Regions from separate parts of the Mus musculus genome. Here all the other regions are linked to region 6. Evidence: chromatin contacts called from public ChIA-PET and HiChIP or PLAC-seq data. All regions are on one chromosome and are shown on one strand. The core of a region is the stretch at or near the end of the contact, and the rest is flanking DNA. Distances in the headings are between cores, read along the strand shown. Region 1 holds the start of Tpd52l2 (tumor protein D52-like 2). Region 2 holds the start of Dnajc5 (DnaJ heat shock protein family (Hsp40) member C5). Region 3 holds the start of Tcea2 (transcription elongation factor A (SII), 2). Region 4 holds the start of Uckl1 (uridine-cytidine kinase 1-like 1). Region 5 holds the start of Lime1 (Lck interacting transmembrane adaptor 1). Region 6 holds the start of Dido1 (death inducer-obliterator 1). Region 7 holds the start of Lsm14b (LSM family member 14B).

Region 1 (2,914 bases), core at 152-2,651, 800 kb after region 6:
CCATTACAGATGGTTGTAAGCCACCAAGTGATTGCTGGGAATTGGACTCAGGAAGAGTGGTCAATGCTCTTAACTACTGAGCCATCTAACCAGCCCTGAAAATTCAATCTTGTAGGTGGGACAATTCTGAAAGAGGGGGAATATTGTTTTAAGGATTTTTTTTCTTCTGAAAAATATTAAGGGCCAAAAGAAATTGGAAGGCTTGCTTTTAGCAGAGAGTTGCCCAATGGTCACGACTTCCTCATTTGGAATGGGGCGGGGGGGCACTCTTGTTCTCCTGTCAGTGTTGACACACTAAAACCATAAGAACCTCAAAGCTCGGGGCTGGTGAGATGGCTCAGTGGGTAAGAGCACCCGACTGCTCTTCCGAAGGTCAGGAGTTCAAATCCCAGCAACCACATGGTGGCTCACAACCATCTGATCACGAGATCTGACGCCCTCTTCTGGCGTGTCTGAAGACAGCTACAGTGTACTTACATATAATAAATAAATAAATCAAAAAAAAAAAAAAGAACCTCAAAGCTCTGGAGTGATCTTTGGAAATTTACTTTAGCCTCAGTTTGCTCATCTGTAAACTGGGAGGGGGCGCCAGTGCTGGCTCACCTGATGCTGTGAAAAGAAAGTGAGAAAATACCGGAGTGCTTACACTGGGCTGGGCTTCAGTTATTTGGAGGGTCCAACAGGTCCCTGAGGTGTTCAGTGCTGTGTGAACTCTTCCAGTACCAGAATACAAGCCGCCCAGCAGCCCCCAAACAGCTGGCCTACTAGTGTGGGAATCCAGCTGGAGACAGCGGCACCTGCAGGGCAAGAAGACGAATCGCGCTCTCTACACTTTTAGTGCACTCCCTAGACAATAAAAAGTCTCCATAAAGAGGTTGCAAAAGCAAGTTAATTGGTACAATGTTTGCCCAGTATGCATTAAGCTCTGAATTCTCGATCCCCAATACGGTATAAATCAGCTGTGATGGTTTGCTCCTGTAATTCTAGCTCTAGGTAGGTGGACGCAGGAAGATCACAGTAAATTCAAGGTCGTCCTTTGCTGCAAGCAACCTGACTCAAAAACCAAAAGAATTTACAGGGGGTGGGGAGAGGTTGACAGGGGACTGGGGAGTACATAGGCCTGAGTTTGACCTGTCGAGGTGCAAAGTCAGAAGTCTTGTGGGCAGCCGAGGTTAAAGGTGGGAAGTCGGCGAACTGCAACACAATCCGAACCACCCATGCCTCGAGCTTCAGCTGTTCTGCCCTTTTTCACCCTAGAATCTTACTGTGGAACCAGACTAGAAGCATTGCTTCCTGCTTCGCTGCAGTCTGACCTATCAAATTGAAAGATTTGTCTTAGGTGGGGCCAGAAGACGTTCTTATTGGACACTACTTCACCGAGGGCGGGAAGAAGGCGGAGTACGAACCCGAGCGGAAGGAAGGCGGCGCGTCGCTGATTACGTAAGCGACTGCGGCCCTACAGTTCCACTGGCTCGTGTGTACGAAGCTGCCAGCTTGCAGTCCTCGGGGCTGGGCTCCTGTAGGACCTGCGATCCCAGCACCGACGCCAGCTACACCCAGCTGCCGCCTGAACATGGACTCTGCTAGCCAAGGTACCCGCACCGTGGATGGGCAGGGGCTGTGCCGCATTCCCGCCCTCCGAGTCGCGACTCGGCCCCCCCTCAGCCTCTGCCAAACCAATCCGCTGTTTCTCTTCGGCCAAGAGGCCCTTGACCTCAAGGCTCCCGATGGTCTTGCTGTGTGTGCCCTGGCGCCTCGGCCTCCCTTCGGAGCACTGCGAAGCGGCGTTCCTCGGCTCCCTCTCAGTTCCTAGAGTTTCATAACTCCAGACATTTCTCCTTAATGCGCTTCACCCTCTGTCCTCTCGCTGGCTCTGCAGCTCTTTATCTTTCGTTGGGCCGTAGGGGATACCACATCTGGTGCTAGGCTCCTGCGGAGACGTTGTGGGCGGCTCCCTACGGGGAAGGGGCGGTGCAACTATCCTTGTGTTTGGAGCAGCGCCTCTTGGGTGGTAACGCCACTGTAGCCTACTTAGAGATTCTCAAGGGAGAAGGGTTGAGTGAGTCAGGGGCACACCCAGAACACCAGATCTGTTGCCAAAACAGACACCTGAGGCCAGTAAGGAGTTGCTACGGAGAAGTGTGGTTCAGGCTCAGGAGATTAAAATCTTGAGAAGGTGGTACACTGGGGATGCTTACTTAACTACACTGGCTAAATTAAAAAAAAACCTTTCTACTGTTTGGCTTGCACTAACACATTACCTAAGCATTAGAATTTTGGGTTTTTATACATTCTGGATTTTTTTTTCTACTGTGAAGGGAATTTGCAAATTCAGAAGGCTATCTACTGTTTTATTTTCATCTTTAAGTAGTAGATTCTGGTCCCTGGAATGACACTGCTAAGGATGTGACTCAGTCATTGTTGTGTGACAAAATGTTTCCTGGGAAGCCAGGTGTGGTGGCACACGCCTTTAATCCCAGCACTTGGGAGGCAGAGACAGGCAGATTTTTGAGTTGGAGACCAGCCTGGTCTACAAAGTGAGTTCCAGGACAGCCAAGACTATACAGAGAAACCCTGTCTCGAAAAACAAAAACAACCCCCCCCCCAAAAAAAAAAACCTTTCCTGGAAGATGCATCACACATCTATCTACTCATCCCAGCTAGGGAACTCAGAACAGACCAAAGGTACAGATACCACCAAAGTCTACTTTAGTGAAGTAATGTGCATTATTAGGGTTATTTACAGGGATATGGGCAAGGGGTTACTTACAGGAGCAGAAATGACCCAAAGATGGTCGCAACAGCAAATTCCACCCCAACCTGGGTGATAGTTCACAAAGCTGAGAACCTTGAACACAATACACAGCCTGCAGGCAGCTCAACAGGTTGGAAAGTGTCCTTTCGAGGAGCCTCA
Region 2 (2,958 bases), core at 313-2,812, 820 kb after region 6:
GACTTGAAGACAGACAGCAATAGTGGCACATATATCTTGTTGGTTAACCAACAGCTGTTTAATTGGACTTTATGCCTGCTCAATAAGAGAGAAATCACGCCTGATCCTGGAAACCTAGGCGACTATCTGGGGCTAGTGAAGTCATGGATCACGTTGCTAAACCAGCATAGTCCCTAATTACATCCTAAATACTCATCCCTACACCTATAGGTTAAGTGTAGTTCTCACTCTTCATCAAGGAAAACATCTTCTCCAGATAGAGATCATTACAGAAATTGAAACTGATCAGAATGCAGATTGGTGGAGCCCAGTCCCCACAGATAGAACTCCACCACAAGTCCTGAACTTAAGGCTCAGAGATCATTGTGGAAGAAGGGGAGGAAAAGCTGCAACAACCAGAGGACCAGACAGTTCGCTCTAAGATTTATCTCCTTAAAATGTCAGAGAAGCTACATCCGTGAAGTAACATAACCAACATGGCTGCCTAACTGACCTGAGCAAGGACAACATCAGCTAAGCATGGTGTAAGGGAGAAAGCGCACAGGGCCTCAATCCTAGCTAACTAAGGAATTCTGAGAGCTGGAGAAATAATCAGTTTTAGGGAAGAACATAGAAATTGGTTTTCCCATAGCAAATGATCAGCCTTGAAAACATATACCTACTTAACATACAGACTGAATAGGCTGTATTTATATATTTAGGAGCTATATCACAACAAAGAAGAGGCTATGAATTTGAAAGGGTGAGTGTGTGTGTGTGTGTGTGTGTGTGAATATGAGAGGTTTGGAGAGAGGCAGGGGAAAAATGATGTAATTATAATCCAAAAAGATTATAAGAAAAAATGGTGGGCAGGCAAGAATGAAAGTAAAGCTGTAGGAACACTGGCCAGGAAGATTGGTAGCTCTGGAATAAAAAAGCACAGCACTTGAAATTGTTTGTTACAGCGTAAGTAGGCAAGGGTCACTAGGTTTATTACTTAGTAAGTGAACAGAGTGAACAAGGATTGTATGAGACAGAGTGGGAAGAAAAGTCCTTAACCGTCCACGCATATCATTGCAGACGATTCCTAAAGGATCGCTAAATAATGGCGGTTGATTTTTCAGTGACTGGGAAGAAAGGCAGGAAAGTCTTTTCTGGGTGGTCTCCAGGGATGAACGAAAATGTCAGTCCCAAGGCAGTACCTTGAGACGAAAATGAAGGTCTCCCTCTCTAGTTTTTTGGTAAGTAGTAATAAATTTTTTGAGGCTTATATGAAGCACTGAGCAAACAACTGGAAGAAGAGCAGTTTTACTCGCGGAGTGCCACTTGCCTGCCTTCCAGAGGCGAACCCGCAAGCCTAGGCCTTGCCTCTGCTCCCGGGCTGTAGCTTCCGGCTTAGTAGCTGCAGGCTCCGCCCACCACCTTAACCCTTCCCGGTGATCGTCAACTGGGGCGCAACCTTTCGGGGACCGAGTTCTACCGGAGCTCCGGAGCTTTCGTGCGGCGCTGCCACATTGGCTCCGACTATGGGCGGGGCCTCAGTGTTGGGTTCTAGGCGCTTGCGCAGCCAGCTCTGACCTGCCAGAACACACGTCTTTTTCCGGGGGCGCGCGTGCCAGTGAGTGAGCGTGCGCGTTCTTGCTGCCGCCAGTGTTGCTTCCGCCGTCCTCTGCCGCTGCTACGGCTGTCGCCGCCCGGGATCCTCAGGCCGAGCAGTAGGCCGGCCGGCTGCCCACCACTGCCCCGGGACGGAAAGCGGAGCCGCGGAACCGGTGGACCGGCGGGCGTGCCGACAGGTGAGCTCACTCTCCAGTGGCTCTCAAATTAGGTGGGGCCGCGGGGTTCAAGCTGCCGGAGCCGGGCAAAGGGGAGGGGAAGTGGGGCGAGGGCGCCGCAGCAGGAGGTGAAAGCTGCCCGCAGCGGAAATGGCGGCGACCCTCAGCAGCGGCGGCGAGCCCGGCCCTGGGCACCACTAGGCCCTGCTCGACCTTGCGCACGGCGGGGCGGCGCGGAGACGAGGCTTTCCGGGCCAACTCCGGTTCGCACGCGCGGCCGCCTCCGCGGCTCCCGGAACGCAGAAACTGGTGTGTAGGGAGGCGGGCAGTAAAGGCTCCGAGGCTTGTTCACATTCTGGGACGCAGAAATTGCCTTATAGTTGTAAATTTCAAAGGCATTTGATGTATAAAAAAACCCCTAGTTTATATACCTAGGGACGACATTTTAAGAGGCGATTTTGTGTCGTGCTCTTTGGGGAGAGAATTAGGGACTCATTCGTTTAGGCTCCAACTTGTGTTATATGGCTGGATTAAAGACTTGTTTTTCCTTGTGTCTAGGAGATGATTTCTCCGAATTCATTAAGTGCATCTTCGGAAAAATAATGCAAAAGGTAGCTTTAATTTGTTTTCAGATTGGACTTTGGGGAAATTGGGTCGCCGTTTGTTGGACGCTCAGCTGATCATTCATCCTTTATAGGCAGTGTGTCTCAATTGCTAGTGGTTTGTCTGTTTAAACATCAAAACGCTACTTAATAACACAAAGAATTATATTGTCCCATATATTGTCGTGGTTGCCTAAAGACAAAACTCTAATCGTAGGATAATTTTGTTCATTTATTTGCTTTCTTTAAGGAAAGCGTGATCTGTTAGGTGACATTAAAAGCCAGGACTTTCCGCAGTTTCTAACTTAATATGTGTTACGAATCTGTTACCTGTATCAGTATTTTCATACTTAGGCTGGCCCTGTGTGTGTGGACCGCAAGTGTGGAGCCAGTGGAGCCTCTAAATTCGTTCGGGTTTGGGAACAGGGTACCTGCCCTTGGATTCTTTAAGCACCGTGCCGCACAATCTCTTTGCCCCAGCAGCCTCCTTGCTAGTCTCTTAACCAATTTAAGTGCTCAACCCTTGACATTTTTTTCATGACCACTCTCATGTTCCTGTTATGTGAGATATCCTTCGTTTCTACTCCTCTGTTATTCCACTG
Region 3 (2,838 bases), core at 212-2,711, 980 kb after region 6:
TATCTGGCTGGTGAGTACCAACCCCACAAGTAAGGACCCCTCAGGATTGAACACACCTTTGATCTGGCTTCTTGTGACATAGCTCCCCTGCTGGTGATCTACTGGATTTTCCTCAGGAAAGAGCCTGTTCTTGAGCAGATCTGTGGGTGGCTCCTGCCACCTACAGGCTGCTGTTGCTCATCATTGGGACCAGTCAGAGCTGGGACTACTCAGTAGGCAGTCCCTTGATGGGGTCAAGTCATCAGCCAAACACAGCATGGCTGAAGGTCCTGTGGTTCTCTTACTGCCTGTCTTGTGGTAGGGTCCTGAAAGCATTAATTCAGTACTCAAACACAGGGTTCCCTTTCCCAGAATTTTTGTTGTTGTTGTTGGGTTTAGCTTAGAGCAAGGGCCCAGCTCTCAGTAAAGGGCAGAATGAGAGGTGGTATGAAACTAGAGAGCTGGGTTCAGCCATCACTGCACCTCTGGAAAAGCTTTGTTGCCTTCAAGAAGTTCCATGCCTTTTTCTTATGGTAAAGATGTCATAACTGATTAAAACGGTCAGCTTAGGTCATTTGTGTATGTCATTTGCACTCTGGCCTCCTGGGTACAAAAAAATTCAGATTGACTTTTAGTACCAGCACACCTGCCACCATGTATAGGACAGAAGAAGAGCAGAGCACCATTCTCCCTTTCCTGGACGTGGTTAGGGTCTTCCTGAGGTAATGCCTCAGTAGCGGATTGCCTCAGTACCCTGCCCTGTTCTCAGTGTAAAATATGAATCGGAGGCTCCTGATCGCAGCCTCTGTCATTGTCACTTCACAGGTTGGGAGACTGAGACGTACAACAATGTGCAGAACTTGGGGTTTATACCGTTAGGTTGACTTCAGAACCTGAATAGTTCTCCCCACTCCCACCCCCCACCCCCGAGACAGGGTTTCTCTGTGTAACCCTGAATGTATTGGAACTAGCTCTGTAGACCAGGCTGACCTTGAACTCACAGGGATCTGCTTGACTCTCTATCTCTCGAGTGCAGGGATTAAAAAGGCATGAGCCTACATTGCTTGGCTAAAGCCTGAATTCTTGCGGAGAAACCGTTTCAGAGTCCCGGCCACCTGCGCAGCGCCAAGAAAGCCCCCAAACTCGGCTTGGTACCAAGTGAAGTGTGTGGAGTGAGCTGAGTGACTCTCGGAAGTGGAGGCGATCTAAGTGCACTAGTGAAGGCGCGACCGGCCGCCAGGGCAAGCTGCTCAGATGGGTTGAATTAAAGACCTGAGCGCAGTAGGGTTGTCCTTCTCCCTCCTCTAGGTCCTCCCTCCCCCTGGCATTCGGTGGGCACGTGGGGCCGTGGTCCGGCGGAGATACCTGCGGAACTACCTTTTCCAGCGGGCAATCAGGCCGCAGGCCGCAGGCCGCGCAGTCGTCTGGGAGTTGTGGTCCCGGGGGCGGGGACTCTTTTTTTTTTTTTTTTTTTTTAATTCTGTCGCACGCGGCCGCCAGGCGGAGGTTTGGACCGCGGATCTAGGCGGCGGCGGCGGCCGAGGTCAGGCCGGGCGGCGCAACCGGCACAACCCGCCGCCACCGAGGTAGTGATGGGCAAGGAGGAAGAGATTGCTCGTATCGCCCGGAGGCTGGACAAAATGGTGACCAGGAAGAACGCGGTGAGGGGCGCGGGCCGCCAGGACCCTGGGGCCCCGCTCCGCGGAGACCGTCTGAGCCTACCCTCGGGCAGAGTGATACCTAGCCCAGTCAGTCGAGACCCCTTGCCCAGGCCCGCCCTCCACCCTGTCCTGGGACTGCCGCTTCGCAATGGACGCCGCGTTGACCGAAAGCTACCCTCTGTTCGTCGCCCAGCGGTGGCCGCGGGCGTCCCTGGCCCAGCCGTTGTCTCCCCTGTCTGCCCCCCACCCTTCAGCACCAGGTTTCTCTTAATAAATTTTTCCCCTGCTTAGTCAGGCCTCAGGCAACAGCAAGTCGGTTTGGGCAGACAGTTGAGCCTGTGGCGTTGAGACCCCTGGCCAGTGTGGGCTTGGCAGTCCAGCCTGCCTTCCGACCATGGTCACCTGCGTAGCCTTTGAGGAGCATCCTTAGGGGATGATGGCACCTGCAATCTTGCCTTCCGTGGGTGGGAAGGGACTTAGGAGGTGGCTTTAAGACTGAGTGACTCTAGAGCATCCGCAGCACCGCTCTGAGGGCAGCCCAGATAGTGGCTGAGTCATGAGTCTGTACAGCCTCCCCAGGACTGTGCTTGAAGTAGAAGGCTGCAGGACAGCTTTTGGGGATGAGCAGGATTGCTCTAGGGGTTGGAGGGCTGGGGTCTAAAACAGGAAGTAGGTTAAGTGCCCACATAAGCCTTTACACTGGAAACAGAACCCACTTTGCAATCATCTGGGCTACAGAGGCCCTGCTGGAGCTTCTTTCCGGTAAGAGAAAGCACAAATGACAAACTTGGAACTAAGGGTGGCAGAGATAGGATGGGAATCCAAAGGGAGACCCAGTAAGGATGGAAGGCCACAGATAGGACTGTACAGTTGAGAAGGGAACCTGCAGAGGTTCCAGTAGTCCTTGAGAGAGGCTCCTTGGAACAGCTGATGGTTTATCTGGGTTTTCATTATGGGAGTGCAGGGCTATTGTGGATGCATGCCCCTGGCTCCAAGGATCAGGTCTTCTTAGCAAAGTCAGCCACCTCAGGGCTGATTGGTGTACAGCTTACTAACTTAGGGCCATGAAACAAGGCTGCAGCCTGAGCAGATAAGTCACACAGATTGAAGGGTCAGCCCCAGCCCCTACCACGGCTGGATGGGTTGGTTTTCTCTGCCTCTTTGTGGCATATAAAGACAAATGAGCTCATAGTGGAAA
Region 4 (3,220 bases), core at 593-3,092, 880 kb after region 6:
GGCTACTACACTCCTTAACTTCCATCTTTGAGGTTTTCTTCTTTCAGGGCTCCATTTTAGGCCTCAGGGCTGTCTGAGGTAGGTGGTGCTGGAAGCTGCTGCTCAGTTTTCATTTTCCCCTGGCTATCCCTTAGGTAACAGCGCTGTCATCTATGGCTCAAAGCCACTCACCAGGGAGTTGCTGCAGACCTGTATGTATCCTTATACAGAGAAACAGAGAGAGGCTACTGAGGACCTAAGCCGGTGCCTCATGGATAAGGAAACTCCATGGAAGTTAGAGCTGCCCTGTAATTTGCATCCCCCATATCTTAGAAACCAGAATGAAAGGCCTACAGCAGAGACTGAAGAGAGGAAGGCTCATCACTTGGACCACCAAAGAAAGGTCTCAAGATCCCTCTGCTATGGTTAAATCTAGTCAAGCAACCCATCCCGGTGCTACTGTGGAATTCCTGCAAGAGGCAGAAGGCGGTTCAGAGTCATCAAAGCCATTTTTACAAGGTAGACATAGGACTGGGGGATTAAAGGCTTTCATGGCCTCACTTGCCAACCTGCCTCCCCCCCCCCCCCCCAAGGCTCTGGGTGAGTACCTATTAACTTCTCTCCACTCTCTAATCCCAAATCCATCTCCACTTTGCATATCGACATGAAAGCCAATGGCGGTGCTGGCTAAGGTCAGACAACTCCAAGGAAAAGGCCTCAGGGGCAGGCAGATAGGGAGCCAGGTGCTGGGAAAGGCAATAGGAGAAACCTCAAGCTGGGCTTTAGTCTACCAGCGACTCCCTCCCCTACTGCTGCCAGTGCCTGAGGCACCAGGGCAGTTTGTATCTTCTCAAGGTGTATCCCCAGGAACCTTCGGAGGAGGAATTTGGCCACGGCCTCACAAAGTCTGACTCCTGGTCAGAATGCCTGGAGTGTGTGAACTAGCTGGGATTCACCTCATCCACTGCCAGCACCTCACTTTCTAAAGGCGTCCGGGGTTACAGCTTCTCAGGCGGTGCACTGTGGCATGCAAAGCCGGAAGACATTTGGCCTTCAACTGACTCATACAGACCGGAAGAGGTGTCACGAGCAGTTTCCAAGCATGGTCACTGCCCCCTGGCGGCCACGACCTAGAGTTGCTACAAGTGATGATCAGGCCGAGTGAAGACAAGGACCCTTAAGTCTCCTACTTCCTACAAGGACCCTTATCTCCCCTTCCATTCTCCTGAAAGCCTCGAAAGTCTCAAAGGCCCCCAAACTCTCGGACAGGTGGCAATCACCACCCCATCTTACATTCACAAGCACCACTGGCCGCCAGGTGCAACTTTGCGCTCAATTTCGACGAACTCAGAAGGTCGAACACGCCTACCGCCCAGCTGGGGGCCCAGAGCCAAGTGCGCACCCACTAGGAACAGAGACCCACGCTAAAGATGTCAAACAGGTTTCCATTCTCAGTGCCTCCAAAAGCTGGAGCTTGGGCCAGTTCCGCCTTCCGTCCGCTGGGGCCCTCCAGGTCGTCTGCCACCTCCCTCTCCCTGGCAGGGGGTGGCTGACACATAGCCCAGGAGGCCCCAGGGCGCTGGAGAGCCGCCGAAACCTGTCCAGGATCCACAAGGCTGTAGAGATCAAGCTGCCCATCTATGGAGATGCCGGGAGCCGTCCCGGCTCTAGGAAGAGATGCAAGCCGTGCTCCGACCCCTCCCAAGAGACAAGCGCGGCCCCTGCCTTATTCAGGCCCGCGCCTACCGGTCCTCGCACGCCGTTTCATTCTGCTCGGCCTGGCGGCCAGGCACGTCTGGGGCCACAGCAGACTGCAGGGGCGAAGGGGCGGCGCTCATTGAGGCCGGCGGCGCAGCCATGGCGTCCCGAACCTGGCGGAGGCCGGGGAGGCGCACCGGGAGGCAGGCACGCTGCGGACTACAATCCCCACAAGGCCGTGCGGCAAGCCCCGAGAATGACCTTTGCCTCAACACAAACTCAGCCACACAAAATCCCTGGAAAAAAAAAATCAATAAACATTTATTTGATACAGTGACTTTAATACATAGTTGATGGCCCACCACCGCACCACTCCGGGCCAGGGGATGAGGATGAGGACAGATGACCACAAGGCGGGCAGGACCAAAGCTCACCTCAAAACATCTTGCAAATAAAACACTTTGTAGATAGAATATATATGCATGTATATCTATGGTTACAAGTGATAGCCAGAAATGCACTTGTGTAATGAGAACTGCATTATAACCAAACCAAGGAACCCAAAGTTTAGGAGGCGCTGCAGTCAGGTATGTGGGGTGACCTGGGAAACCAGGTCTCCAGGGCAAGGGACCTGGGTTTCACCCAACAGGGGAACAGCTCTCCCTTCAGAACCACCATAGGGACAGGAAGATCCCAAAGCCTCCAGGAGGCACCATCATCTGCCTGTGCAGGAACATAAAGTGCACCCTGGTTCTGCATGAAATGTCTGCCCTTGGCACTTCTGTTTTTTTAGGGCAGGGCAAGCGCTGAGCCAGAGGTAGATCTGTAGAGACCCTGACTTTTGCATTTTGCCAAGGACCCAGGGTTGGTTTGGCCCTCTAAGTCTATGCCCACCCACCTTCTGTAGCTCTGCCATGATGGTCCCTCTTACTGAGGATCTGTGTAGGCTGGTGGTTACCTTTGGGCCATAGTAGGGAGGTGGGCAGACCGATGAGCCCTGCCACCATGGAAGAGCTTTACAGTCTAGTTTGCCACTACTTACCAGTCACCACAGGCTGGTACCTATCCAACTGCAGCTTTTGACAGCTGCCCCAAAACTGACCTCAAAGACTGAGTTAAAGTGCTAACATCAAGTTACCCAGAACAGTCCCATAGCAAGGCTGTATATGGGCTTTCTGGTTCGTCCTGGAAAACTCAGCCCCCAGCAAACCCAGGTCCTACTTCTCCCTACAAGTGCCAAGTACCTGAGAGGCTAGGGTGGATGGTCACACCCCACAGAGGTGTTGTGAAAAGTGCACTTTGGCCCCCTTCCCTTCCACAGTTGCACACAACCACTCCAAAGCCCCAGCCTACCCTTTGACACTGGATCATACCCACCTCTGTAGCCACCTCTGACCACATCAAAGTGTGTAGGAATTGGAGAGTCCATTCAACACCTACAACACACCAGGCCATGGTTACCTTGCCCAGAGTCAGAGCCTTTCTAAATACATGTGTACAAGGACCTCACCCCAAATCTCCCTGGAGCTGGCCTTCTTGGAAA
Region 5 (2,920 bases), core at 60-2,559, 680 kb after region 6:
GGTAGTAGACCTGAGGGCCGCCCACCCCCCCGGAATGTGTTTGACTTTTTGAATGAAAAACTGCAAAGCCAGGTTCCTGGGACCCCAGATGCTGGGGTGGATACCCCAGAGAGAAGGAACAAAGACATGTATCACGCCAGCAAGAGCGCCAAGCAGGCTTTGAGCCTGCAGCTCTTCCAGACTGAGGAGAAGATTGAGCGGACCCAACGGGACATCCGGGGCATCCAGGAGGCCCTAACCCGGAACACTGGCCGGTATGTGTGGGATCCAGCTGAGGCAGTATGGGCTCCAGTGGCTATGCCCAGAGGATACCTGCTAAAGGTTACCTGACCTGAGTAGCAGCTGAGTCTGAGGTGGTCTAGATATTAGAGGACAGGCATTGGCTATAGCAGCTGAGGGCTTGGAAGTGGGGAGCCAGGAGGCAATGCTGACCAGCAGGCTCTCCCTAGGCACAATATGACGACAGCCCATCTGCAGGAGAAGCTGGAGGGAGCCCAGCGGCAGCTGGGTCAGCTGCGTGCTCAGGAGGCTGACCTACAGAGGAAACAGCGGAAGGCAGACACTCACAGGAAGATGACAGAGTTCTAGCGGCCCTGCCTGTATTGTGGATAGAGCCCTGGGACCCAGCTCCAAACTGCCTTGGCAGAAAGACAGCTGTCACCCTGATGCCTAAACAGCACCTGGAAGAGGAACCAGCCCCTTCTTAGGATGCCCCTTAATTAGCCTTGTCAGCCTAGAGTGTGAACACTGCTGAGTAGAGGTGGGACATCAGGGCTGATTTTGAACACTTATCTGCCCACCAAGCCCACCTACCAGTGTCTTGGGGTGTCTCCTTAGGACATTAAAGTGATTTCATCACAATTCTCTCAGTGGAGACTCAGCTGGCTTCAGGATTTCTGGGGACACAGGGATCTGTGTAGGTCCTGGGAGTAGACAGGTGGGCAGTGGGAGTACCAAATGAGGCCACTGCCTCTGTCTAGGGTCCAAGAGTCCAAGAGAAAAACATTCTCCCTTTTCCCTTCTCTGACCAAGTGGGTAAGAACCTAAGGTGGCTCTTCAGTCCCAGTACTCACAAGCAGGTAGGGTGTGTGAGATGGAAACACCTTAGGAATACAGTCAGTGAGAAAAGCAGGCAGACCTGGCTTGGGTGGGTTTGGGGTTCATTTCTGGTTTTTGGCTGCCACGATAATCCATCCAGTTCACCTGCTTTGTTCACCTCATTAATGGGTATCTGCCTCATTGGGGTGGAGGGGACTGTGCTGGTCTTTGTGGTAATTGCCTAGTGATAGCATTAGCCATGATGAGGTGTGAGGAGAGCAGAGACTGTGGGAGCAACTGCGCAAGAGCTGTGTGGCTGCTGGGAGGTGCTCTGAGAAACACAGGAAGTGAGGTGAGGCGTCACCAGCAGCCCACAAAGATCTTCCTGGCTGTCCTAGACAGGGCCAAGCAGCAAATCCCCGGTGGCCTCGGTAAGTGCTCCCTCACCCTTTATCCTGGGCCAGCCCCCAAGCCTCTCCATGCTCTGGGGTCTGGGAGGGTTAGTCCCTGCCTGGTTAGGCCATTGATAACTTGGCTGTAGCCAGGTTAGTCAGCTTGGGCCCACTCAGTGAAAGAAGCCTACACTCCAAGCCTGAACAGACAGGCCCTCACCTCAGAAGGCTGTTGTTCACCCCAATTTTACTTACCTTTAACGTCTGGGTGAGACCCTAATCAGCTCTGCAAAGGGTAACTCCAGGGAAGCCCCAGAGCCCCGGGAAGTGTGGAGTAGGGTGGGAGTACGTGGCCCTCATAGCAGCTCCTCCTGTTCATTGACACACACCTCCCCCACCCACCCTTTCTGTAGTGAGTAGTCTAGGAAGATTGCCTGACACAGGGGTCACTCTGTGGGCATTGGTGGCCGGAGGTGAGACCTGTGGTCTGTGGCTCAGAGTCAGAGTGAAGTCAGAGATTCCCCAGGTGATGGGCTTGAGCTCCAGTTATACACCCTTGTTCAGTTGAGGTCATAGCTACCCTGGCCATGCTCCTCTATCTCCATCTCCATTCCTGATAACTAACAGGGATAGGCAGAGCACTTCTTACCAGGAACCCTAGCTAGAGAGGGAAAGGTGGGTCCCCCTAGAGCACGGCAAAAATGCAAGGCTTGGGGGTTTCCGGTGTGCTGAGTCAACCAGGGAGAAGGAACCCACTAGTGGGCAAGATCTGCAAGTAGGCTGCAGCTGTACACTGCTCTCGCAGCCAGCCCCCAGTGCTCATCTCTTCTGTCCCCAGGGCTCTCTTCCCTGTTTCACAGGATGAGGCCACCAGTGCCTTCAGCCCCACTAGCTCTCTGGGTCCTGGGCTGCTTCTCCCTGCTCCTTTGGCTATGGGCACTGTGCACAGCCTGCCACAGGTATGTGCCTGGGATTCTGTCTGCCCTCACCCTGCATGGTTCAGAGCCAGAAGTCACGATAGAGAAGTCCATATGACGGCTCTATATGTGCTTCCACACTGAGCCTGGGCCAGCATCTGACTACCTGTGCACCTTCCTCTGCCTACTAGACTAACAACACTCTTGCCCCCAGGAAGAGAGCTCAGAGGCAGCAAACTGGGCTGCAGGACAGTTTGGTACCAGTGGAAATGGTGAGTGCCAGACTGTCCCAGGGGCCAGGGTGAAGACAGCAGGGAATCAACCAGCCTTCCTTGCTCCCTAGCCACTGCTGAGACAGACCCACCTCTGCTCCCTCAGCAAGTCTGACACCAGACTGCATGAGCTGCACCGAGGCCCACGCTCCAGCATAGGTGAGTTCCTGGGAAACCATAAGTGTAGGGCTGGCTTCAGCCTCCCACCACTAGAGCTGGCCCCTCAGTGACTTCTGCCTTGACTTCATCCCTAGCCCCACGGCCTGCTAGCATGGATCTTCTGCATCCACGCTGGCTAGAG
Region 6 (2,834 bases), core at 270-2,769:
CATGTTCTGTCTCACAGGCGAGCCTGCACACTCAGAACAAATGAGCACAACTCAGACTTTGGGCTTTGACCTCCTCTTTCCAAAGAGCTCACTATCACTGGCTGCAAATCACACAACCTTTGTAACCGAATCAACACAAAACCTCAGAGACTACTGGGTTTCTATAAAGGACCCAGTCATCTAAGACTTAAAGGAGACTCCACTCAGCAACAATTTCTTAGTTGGGGCTTGAGCATAAGAAACAGATTCTACAACACGGATCACTATGTAAGGATCTAAGTGCAACATGAATCTTTGCTCTTCTGGGTTAAACCGAAGTCACCTAGTATCGAAGGGCAGATGTGTAACATGGTAAAACATGCTGTGCTGACAGAAGTGTACAGCCTGGCACAGACAGTACTCATATGCTGAAGAGAAATCATTACTTGAGGTGCTCAGCACTGACTGAATTAAGACTCTTTAGCCTATTAAGACAATACCTACCAGAAGAGGTACAGAGAGCTTTTCTGACAGTAGAAAACTTCTGCGAACGACAGAAGGCAGGAAGACATCCCACCTCGCCTTCAAGACCTACCTGAGCTCTCCTCAGGTCCCCTAGCACACGTTCTCAACAAGCTATTATGATGCTACACATGCACTGATTGGCAGGAGGAAAGTGCTGGTCATGAGTGCTGGCAGGGGTCATCAATTACACAATCTTTTTTGTGTGCTGTTTGTCATCCTTACACAACTGAGTTTGCCTGACAAGTGTAACAAGGAGCATCCTTTTGTGGAAAATCAAATATACACAACATTCCCAATCAAACCCAGGGCCTCTTACTCAAGAGTCACTGTTGAGATCAATCTACATTAACACACACCTGGCCACCAACACTGGCAAGAGGCAATGAGCGCCCAGACAACGCCCAGGCCCTACACAGGGCTGAGGCTGGATCTTCCCCGAAGTCCCCCATGAGATATCTGCTCGTACACCCGCAAATTCGCGCCCAGGCCCAGTCACGTCCTACCACGAATGCCCTACCGCAAGTGTCGAGAACCTGCGGCCTCGGGAGGCTGGGCCCCTAACTCCGACTCAGAATCAAGGGCTCCACAGCCTCCCAGACCCAGACCATCTTGGACTACACAAGACAACCGGTGATTTCGGCAGAAACCAGACGCAGACCGCCCGCCCGGCCGGCCGGCCTCGCGCGCTCCACCGCGATCCCTCAGCCCGGGGCCGGAAAGGGCCCCGCGGGCCGCGACGCCATTTTCTCGGCGCCATCGGCGCCGCTCGCTGGAACTAGGCTGCCGGCATGGCGCCGCTCCACCTTGTCCGGAGTCCAAGTGCCGTTCGGGTCCACACGGCTTCCGCCCTCCTTCACAGTACAGAGTCACTTACCCCGGCCGCCGGGATCCCGCAGCCATTTCCAGAGCTACCACGGATATAGAGCAGAGACCAGCGAGACTACCGTCCTAGAGTGGTAGGCCGCGCGGCAAGCGGAAGAAATCGACCGGCCACCGAGCTACGGCGAGGCTAGAGCGGCTGTGCCGCCCTTCTTGCACGCATGCGCCACCCGGGTTCCCCGGAGCGCCAGCCTGGTTGGCCGGGCACGCTTGACAGATTCCCGCGTCCCGAACTAAGGGGCTAAGCTGGGAGCCAATGCCACTAAAAGGTTCCTCCAGCTATCCTTGAACAGCACCCGGCCCAGCATTCCAAAAGCTTAAACTCTGTGTCTGCAGGGACTGGTGCTTCGGAACAAACCAGCACCGGATTCCGGTGGGAAGGAGCCAGGAAAACCTCAAAGCCCTGCAGCTCTCGCCTATGGCAGGGCGTGTGCAGAGCGGGGAGGGGCGCCAGCCCTACAGGGACTCACTCCCTCATACTATCCTTTACTCCTTGCCCCGTCCATTTCTTCCTAAAAATGGACCAGGAGCCAAAGTCCAGGCATTCGTGCCTACAAGGGCCCCACCCCCAGTCCCCTCACGAAGGCATTTAAGAATTTCCCCCCCTAGCGCTAACTACAGTGATATTCCTTCACTGTCCCCCATATTACTTAAGGAAACCAGAAAGAGGTCGCAACGTGAACACTAGCCACATTGCTCTGAGGGCAGTTAATGCCGGGATAGACGCTCAGCTTTGCCCCATACAACCAGCTTCTTATTTATGTAAGCACACAGACACAACGCTAGGAAGCCATTCTTCTGGACTCTAACTTCGGCTTCCTGTAACAAACATGTGCTCCGGTCTAGTAAGGCCTCTCTCACATTGTAGAGGCCTCCAATGCTCCATTCAGAAGCCCAGGTCTTGAGTAGTTTTCTTTCTAACATTTCCCAAGATTACATGACAGCTCATGGGGCTTCCTTCAGTACAGTAGAAGGCTGCTTCTGCTTCCCTTGGTGAGATCCTTCAATACCACCTTTCAGATTCTAGTCAAGGAGGAGCCTACCCTGATTACTCAACTCTGCCCTTGAAATAAGTTCCCAGCATCCACAAGCGGCCAAACAACTCCAGTTCTGGGGATCCAGTGCCCTCCTCAGGCATCAGGCACCCACTGCATGTACACATACATAAAAGCAGACCATTCATACACATTAAATAAACATTTTTAAATATAAAAAACTAAAACCCAACATTTAACTTACAGTTCATTTTATTATGTGCAGTGCTGGAGATGGAACCCAGAGCCACCCTAGGGCCATGCTAGGCATGGAGTAATCTGTAACAGCTAACTTTAGATAAAATGCGTTTACTTGCACAGCACTGAAGAATCCGATAACAAATCACCAGCTGCTTTGCACGGAGGGCAATAGAGTAAAGCACCAGTCTTCGATTTCACTTTAAAAACAGCAGGGTC
Region 7 (3,292 bases), core at 519-3,018, 680 kb before region 6:
ACAACCTGAATGACTGTGCACGGCCATGCTGTAGTGACAGCCTGGATGCCCCAGACCAGAAGACCTCTTCCCAACAGGGTTGCCTCAGTTTTCCTGAGTCAAGACCCTGGTGTGGGAAATATGGCTGAGTTATAGTTGATCAAACAGGCTTTTCTGCCTTCTCTGCTGCTCGGTGATGGAGGCGACTCAGTGGGTCTCACAAAGTTGTGTGTGGGGCACGGAGGAGTGGTGTGGAAAAGATGCATGGCGTTTGAGGCCCAGACTAACATCTCAAAGGACTCTTCAGGCTCACCAGCAATTCACCCACATACTATGCTTGTTTCTGCTTCTGTAAACTGGGGGAAGTCGTCCCACTATGGGTGTCTAGTGTGGTGGCTCATTCTCAAAATTTTGGCACATCAGAAGACTGAGGCAGGAGGTTAGAGACCAGTTTGGGCTGCACAGTCAGTTCCCCGCCAACCTGAGCTAAGAGTAAGACAGACCCCTGTCACAACTAAAACTAAAACTAAAAGAAAACAAAAAACAAAAAAACAAAACAAAAAACAGGCTCAGCAAGATGGCTCAGCGGGTAAATGCATTTGCTGCTAAGTGTGACCCCCTGAATACCCATTTCCGGGACCCATATGCTTCCAGGAAGCAGAGAACTCCTAACTGTCCTCTGGCCTCTACACATGTTGTGACATATGCACACACGGACACACATGCACATGCACCGAATAAGAAAATATTAAAATTTAAAATTGTTCACAACTATTCCCAGCATCCTCCGGCAGTGGTGGTAAGTTGATGTCACTACAGTAAGAAGTACGTTTTATGGCTCACATTTAAGAGAAATTGTTTCACAAAACAGTACTTGTTTTCACTATATGGGATGTTCCCTTATCTCCTCTTTCATTCTATTTCACGTTTATAAAATGCCAATCGCCACCAAATTTCTCATAGTAACTAATATTGGGCTCTAATCTGATGGTGGAGACTAACTGTAAATTAGCATGCGCTCATACATACAAAGTTACCCGCTATGCATGATGCGGAGTCAGCAACGCAAGAATGGGAAGCGATTTAGGGGGAAATCTCCCAATTTTATACTGCGGGCTGGGCTTTGGGCCGCAGTCTGAGGACGCGCGCACGCGGGCGGGAGTCACCCAAAACAGTCAGGGCTTATTTTAGGGATATCAGGCTTGGGAGCGCAGGGCTGCCCCGAGCTCCCCCTGCACTTTCTATTTCAGGGTCGCCCCCGCCGTGAGCGCTGCAGAACTGAGCAGCACCCGCCTGCCGGTTCCTTAGCCCCGGGGAGCAAGCGGGACTGAAGACGCACCTGGCCCGGCGCTGTCGGGGTCCAGCTCCAACAAACAAGAAAGGAAGACTGACAACTCCGCCCTATTAACACCTGGGCCAGAAGGGTGCCAGCGGCACGCGCGGAGGGAGGAGCCTGGCGCTCTTCCAGGTCCAGCCCCCGCCCCGCCCCCGAGTTTGCAAACAGTGGCCTCCCGCCTGCCCCGCGCACGCGCGCTTCGCCCCGCCCGCTCAGTCTCAGGCCCCGAAGCGGTGAGCGAGGCCCGCCGGGAACCGGCTGGGAAGACCCGGAGAGGCAGGTCCCCGGCCGGCAGCTTCCAAATGCGCAGGCGCGGCCCCGCCCACCGCCTGCGGCGCGGCCATATTTAAAGGGAGCCGGCAGCGAGGAGCCAATAGGCTGCGAGCGTACGGGGGCGGCGCGCGGTGGCGGGAGGCCCCGGATGTGGCTGCGGCGGCGCTCCTCCCCCGCTCCCTTCAGACTCGGGCTAAGCGCCTCGCTCTGCTCCCTCTCCGGTTCGCTCGTGGCCCGCAGGCCCCTAGGCGCGGCAGGAGGCGCCTCGGAGGCGGCGGCGCGGAGCTGCGCAGGAGTGGGAGGCCAGGCCACCGCGCGGCAGCGGAGCGGGCGGGGCCCGGCGCTGGTCCCCCGCGCCCTGCGCGCCCCGGCCGCCGCCATGAGCGGCTCGTCCGGCACCCCGTATCTGGGCAGCAAGATCAGCCTCATCTCCAAGGCGCAGATCCGCTATGAGGGCATCCTCTACACCATCGACACCGACAACTCCACCGTGGCGCTCGCCAAAGGTAGCGGCCCGCCGCCGCCGCGCGCCCAACTGACGCCCCAACAGCTCGCCGCCCCGCGCCTGCCCGCACAATGGTGTTCCCCGCTTCGGCGGGGGCTGTGGGAGGAGCGGACCAGGATCCTGCCGGTGTCGGGGGGTGGGGCGGCTTTGAAGCCGTGGACCTCCCCACCTGCGAGACGCCCTCGCGGGGCGAGACGCGCGCCGAGGCGGGGGGCCCGGGTCCGGCGCGCTCTCCTTGGAACCCCTTGGTAGCCACCGCCCGTCGAGTCGCGGTGCAGCCTCTCGCCGAGCTAGGGCGTCGGTTGAACTGCGGCTGTCCTGCTCTGAACTCTCCCGACCCTGTCCACTTGAGGGGTTGGTTTGATGAGAGAAGTCCAGAGTCGGTGCGCTAGTCGCGGCAGCGTGAGGGCCCAGAGCTTCTTTGTCTTCTTTCTCCGCGTTAAATGGGGCGCTTGTTTCCTTCGGCTCTCCAGAAGCGTGAGCGCCGCAGCCCGCCCGGGGTTAACGTGTTAGACCCTCGAGGGTGCAGATGGGAGGTTCGAGGCCAATCTGAAGCCAGCATGCTGCAGTCCTGGGCCATTCTCCTAAACCCTAGCCATACCTCCTATTTGAAGCGAGGCGCACAGACCCAGACTGGTGCTGCAGTGAAGGGCTCAGGGTTCCGGCTTTTTGTTCTCTTGAACTCTTCATGCTGCACTTGACGTGAGATCCCCTGTTGGAGAACCAGACCCAGAGTAGGCCCCTGTCCACAATAGGAGTTTGCTACTTAAAGCCTGCCACCAGATTCAGCTCAGCCCAGGAGTCTTGCCAAAGAGAGGTGTGCTAGCCTTCCTAGATCCATCCTGTCGAGGGTCCGTTGGGTCCAGGATTTCCTTATGAACATAGAAACTAATGTTGGGGGTCTGAGTTTGGAGATTTGTTCCCTTTGTTTCTGCAGCAACCATGGCCTGTTCTTTGTACCAGGGCTAGGGAGATTTCGTGCTTGCCTCAGAAAATCTCCTCAGCTGCAGCTTGTGATGAGGGCCTAAGGGTCCATCTGCAAAGTCAGATGTGAGAAAAGAGGTTCTACAAAGAGCTCTGCCCATCAGAGGGCTTTCACAGATTATCAGGGAACTTTGTGAAGCTTGGGATTCTACGGGAATTCTCATGTCAATTCCTGAACTACTGTCCCTTGTGGTCTTTGCCACATGGTGCTGTAT

Evidence for each region. ChIA-PET counts read pairs in DNA pulled down with a chosen protein or histone mark. HiChIP or PLAC-seq counts read pairs in DNA pulled down with a chosen protein or histone mark.
Region 1: a contact with region 6 is called in an RNA polymerase II ChIA-PET map of memory CD8 T cells, with 14 read pairs. The contact joins the promoter of Tpd52l2 here to the promoter of Dido1 in region 6. A contact is called at or near these places in 2 of 39 promoter capture datasets (frontonasal cranial neural crest and pre-B cells), 1 of 484 Hi-C or Micro-C datasets (embryonic stem cells), 2 of 115 datasets of contacts at active chromatin or transcription factors (embryonic stem cells and memory CD8 T cells) and 1 of 9 other capture datasets (liver).
Region 2: an H3K27ac HiChIP or PLAC-seq map of embryonic stem cells shows a contact between it and region 6, with 2.3 times the contacts expected there. The contact joins the promoter of Dnajc5 here to the promoter of Dido1 in region 6. A contact is called at or near these places in 3 of 39 promoter capture datasets (liver, neutrophils and pre-B cells), 1 of 484 Hi-C or Micro-C datasets (Sertoli cells), 4 of 115 datasets of contacts at active chromatin or transcription factors (bone marrow-derived dendritic cells, effector CD8 T cells, embryonic stem cells and 1 more) and 1 of 9 other capture datasets (liver).
Region 3: an H3K27ac HiChIP or PLAC-seq map of embryonic stem cells shows a contact between it and region 6, with 4 times the contacts expected there. The contact joins the promoter of Tcea2 here to the promoter of Dido1 in region 6. A contact is called at or near these places in 1 of 115 datasets of contacts at active chromatin or transcription factors (embryonic stem cells) and 1 of 9 other capture datasets (liver).
Region 4: an H3K27ac HiChIP or PLAC-seq map of bone marrow-derived dendritic cells shows a contact between it and region 6, with 4 times the contacts expected there. The contact joins the promoter of Uckl1 here to the promoter of Dido1 in region 6. A contact is called at or near these places in 3 of 39 promoter capture datasets (the HPC-7 cell line, liver and neural stem cells), 3 of 484 Hi-C or Micro-C datasets (embryonic stem cells, erythroblasts and muscle stem cells), 8 of 115 datasets of contacts at active chromatin or transcription factors (bone marrow-derived dendritic cells, bone marrow-derived macrophages, double positive thymocytes and 5 more) and 3 of 9 other capture datasets (adipose tissue, liver and pancreatic islet).
Region 5: an RNA polymerase II ChIA-PET map of memory CD8 T cells shows a contact between it and region 6, with 11 read pairs. The contact joins the promoter of Lime1 here to the promoter of Dido1 in region 6. A contact is called at or near these places in 1 of 39 promoter capture datasets (neutrophils) and 1 of 115 datasets of contacts at active chromatin or transcription factors (memory CD8 T cells).
Region 7: a contact with region 6 is called in an H3K27ac HiChIP or PLAC-seq map of thymic regulatory T cells, with 3 times the contacts expected there. The contact joins the promoter of Lsm14b here to the promoter of Dido1 in region 6. A contact is called at or near these places in 2 of 39 promoter capture datasets (cranial neural crest and pre-B cells), 4 of 484 Hi-C or Micro-C datasets (the G1E-ER4 cell line, embryonic stem cells, pre-B cells and 1 more), 4 of 115 datasets of contacts at active chromatin or transcription factors (epiblast stem cells, extraembryonic endoderm stem cells, regulatory T cell precursor and 1 more) and 2 of 9 other capture datasets (adipose tissue and liver).

The regions. Positions count from the first base shown.
Region 1 is chr2:181,495,741-181,498,654 of GRCm38.p6, forward strand. Tpd52l2 (tumor protein D52-like 2) reads left to right here and starts at 1,402. Exons shown (of 9, transcript NM_001373959.1): 1 at 1,402-1,592. The coding sequence starts at 1,574.
Region 2 is chr2:181,518,923-181,521,880 of GRCm38.p6, forward strand. Dnajc5 (DnaJ heat shock protein family (Hsp40) member C5) reads left to right here and starts at 1,563. Exons shown (of 5, transcript NM_016775.3): 1 at 1,563-1,775.
Region 3 is chr2:181,678,836-181,681,673 of GRCm38.p6, forward strand. Tcea2 (transcription elongation factor A (SII), 2) reads left to right here and starts at 1,462. Exons shown (of 10, transcript NM_009326.3): 1 at 1,462-1,640. The coding sequence starts at 1,572.
Region 4 is chr2:181,580,131-181,583,350 of GRCm38.p6, forward strand. Uckl1 (uridine-cytidine kinase 1-like 1) reads right to left here and starts at 1,843. Exons shown (of 15, transcript NM_026765.3): 1 at 1,726-1,843. The coding sequence starts at 1,838. Zfp512b (zinc finger protein 512B) reads right to left here. Exons shown (of 17, transcript NM_001164597.1): 17 at 1,973-3,220. It overlaps Uckl1os (uridine-cytidine kinase 1-like 1, opposite strand), which reads left to right. Exons shown (of 3, transcript NR_027289.1): 2 at 313-498.
Region 5 is chr2:181,379,926-181,382,845 of GRCm38.p6, forward strand. Lime1 (Lck interacting transmembrane adaptor 1) reads left to right here and starts at 1,310. Exons shown (of 5, transcript NM_023684.2): 1 at 1,310-2,389; 2 at 2,562-2,619; 3 at 2,691-2,778; 4 at 2,874-2,920. The coding sequence starts at 2,292. Zgpat (zinc finger, CCCH-type with G patch domain) reads left to right here. Exons shown (of 6, transcript NM_001048148.1): 5 at 1-254; 6 at 450-868. The coding sequence ends at 588. It also overlaps a transcript of Zbtb46 not described here.
Region 6 is chr2:180,700,583-180,703,416 of GRCm38.p6, forward strand. Dido1 (death inducer-obliterator 1) reads right to left here and starts at 1,520. Exons shown (of 16, transcript NM_175551.4): 1 at 1,379-1,520.
Region 7 is chr2:180,023,219-180,026,510 of GRCm38.p6, forward strand. Lsm14b (LSM family member 14B) reads left to right here and starts at 1,769. Exons shown (of 10, transcript NM_001372364.1): 1 at 1,769-2,094. The coding sequence starts at 1,968.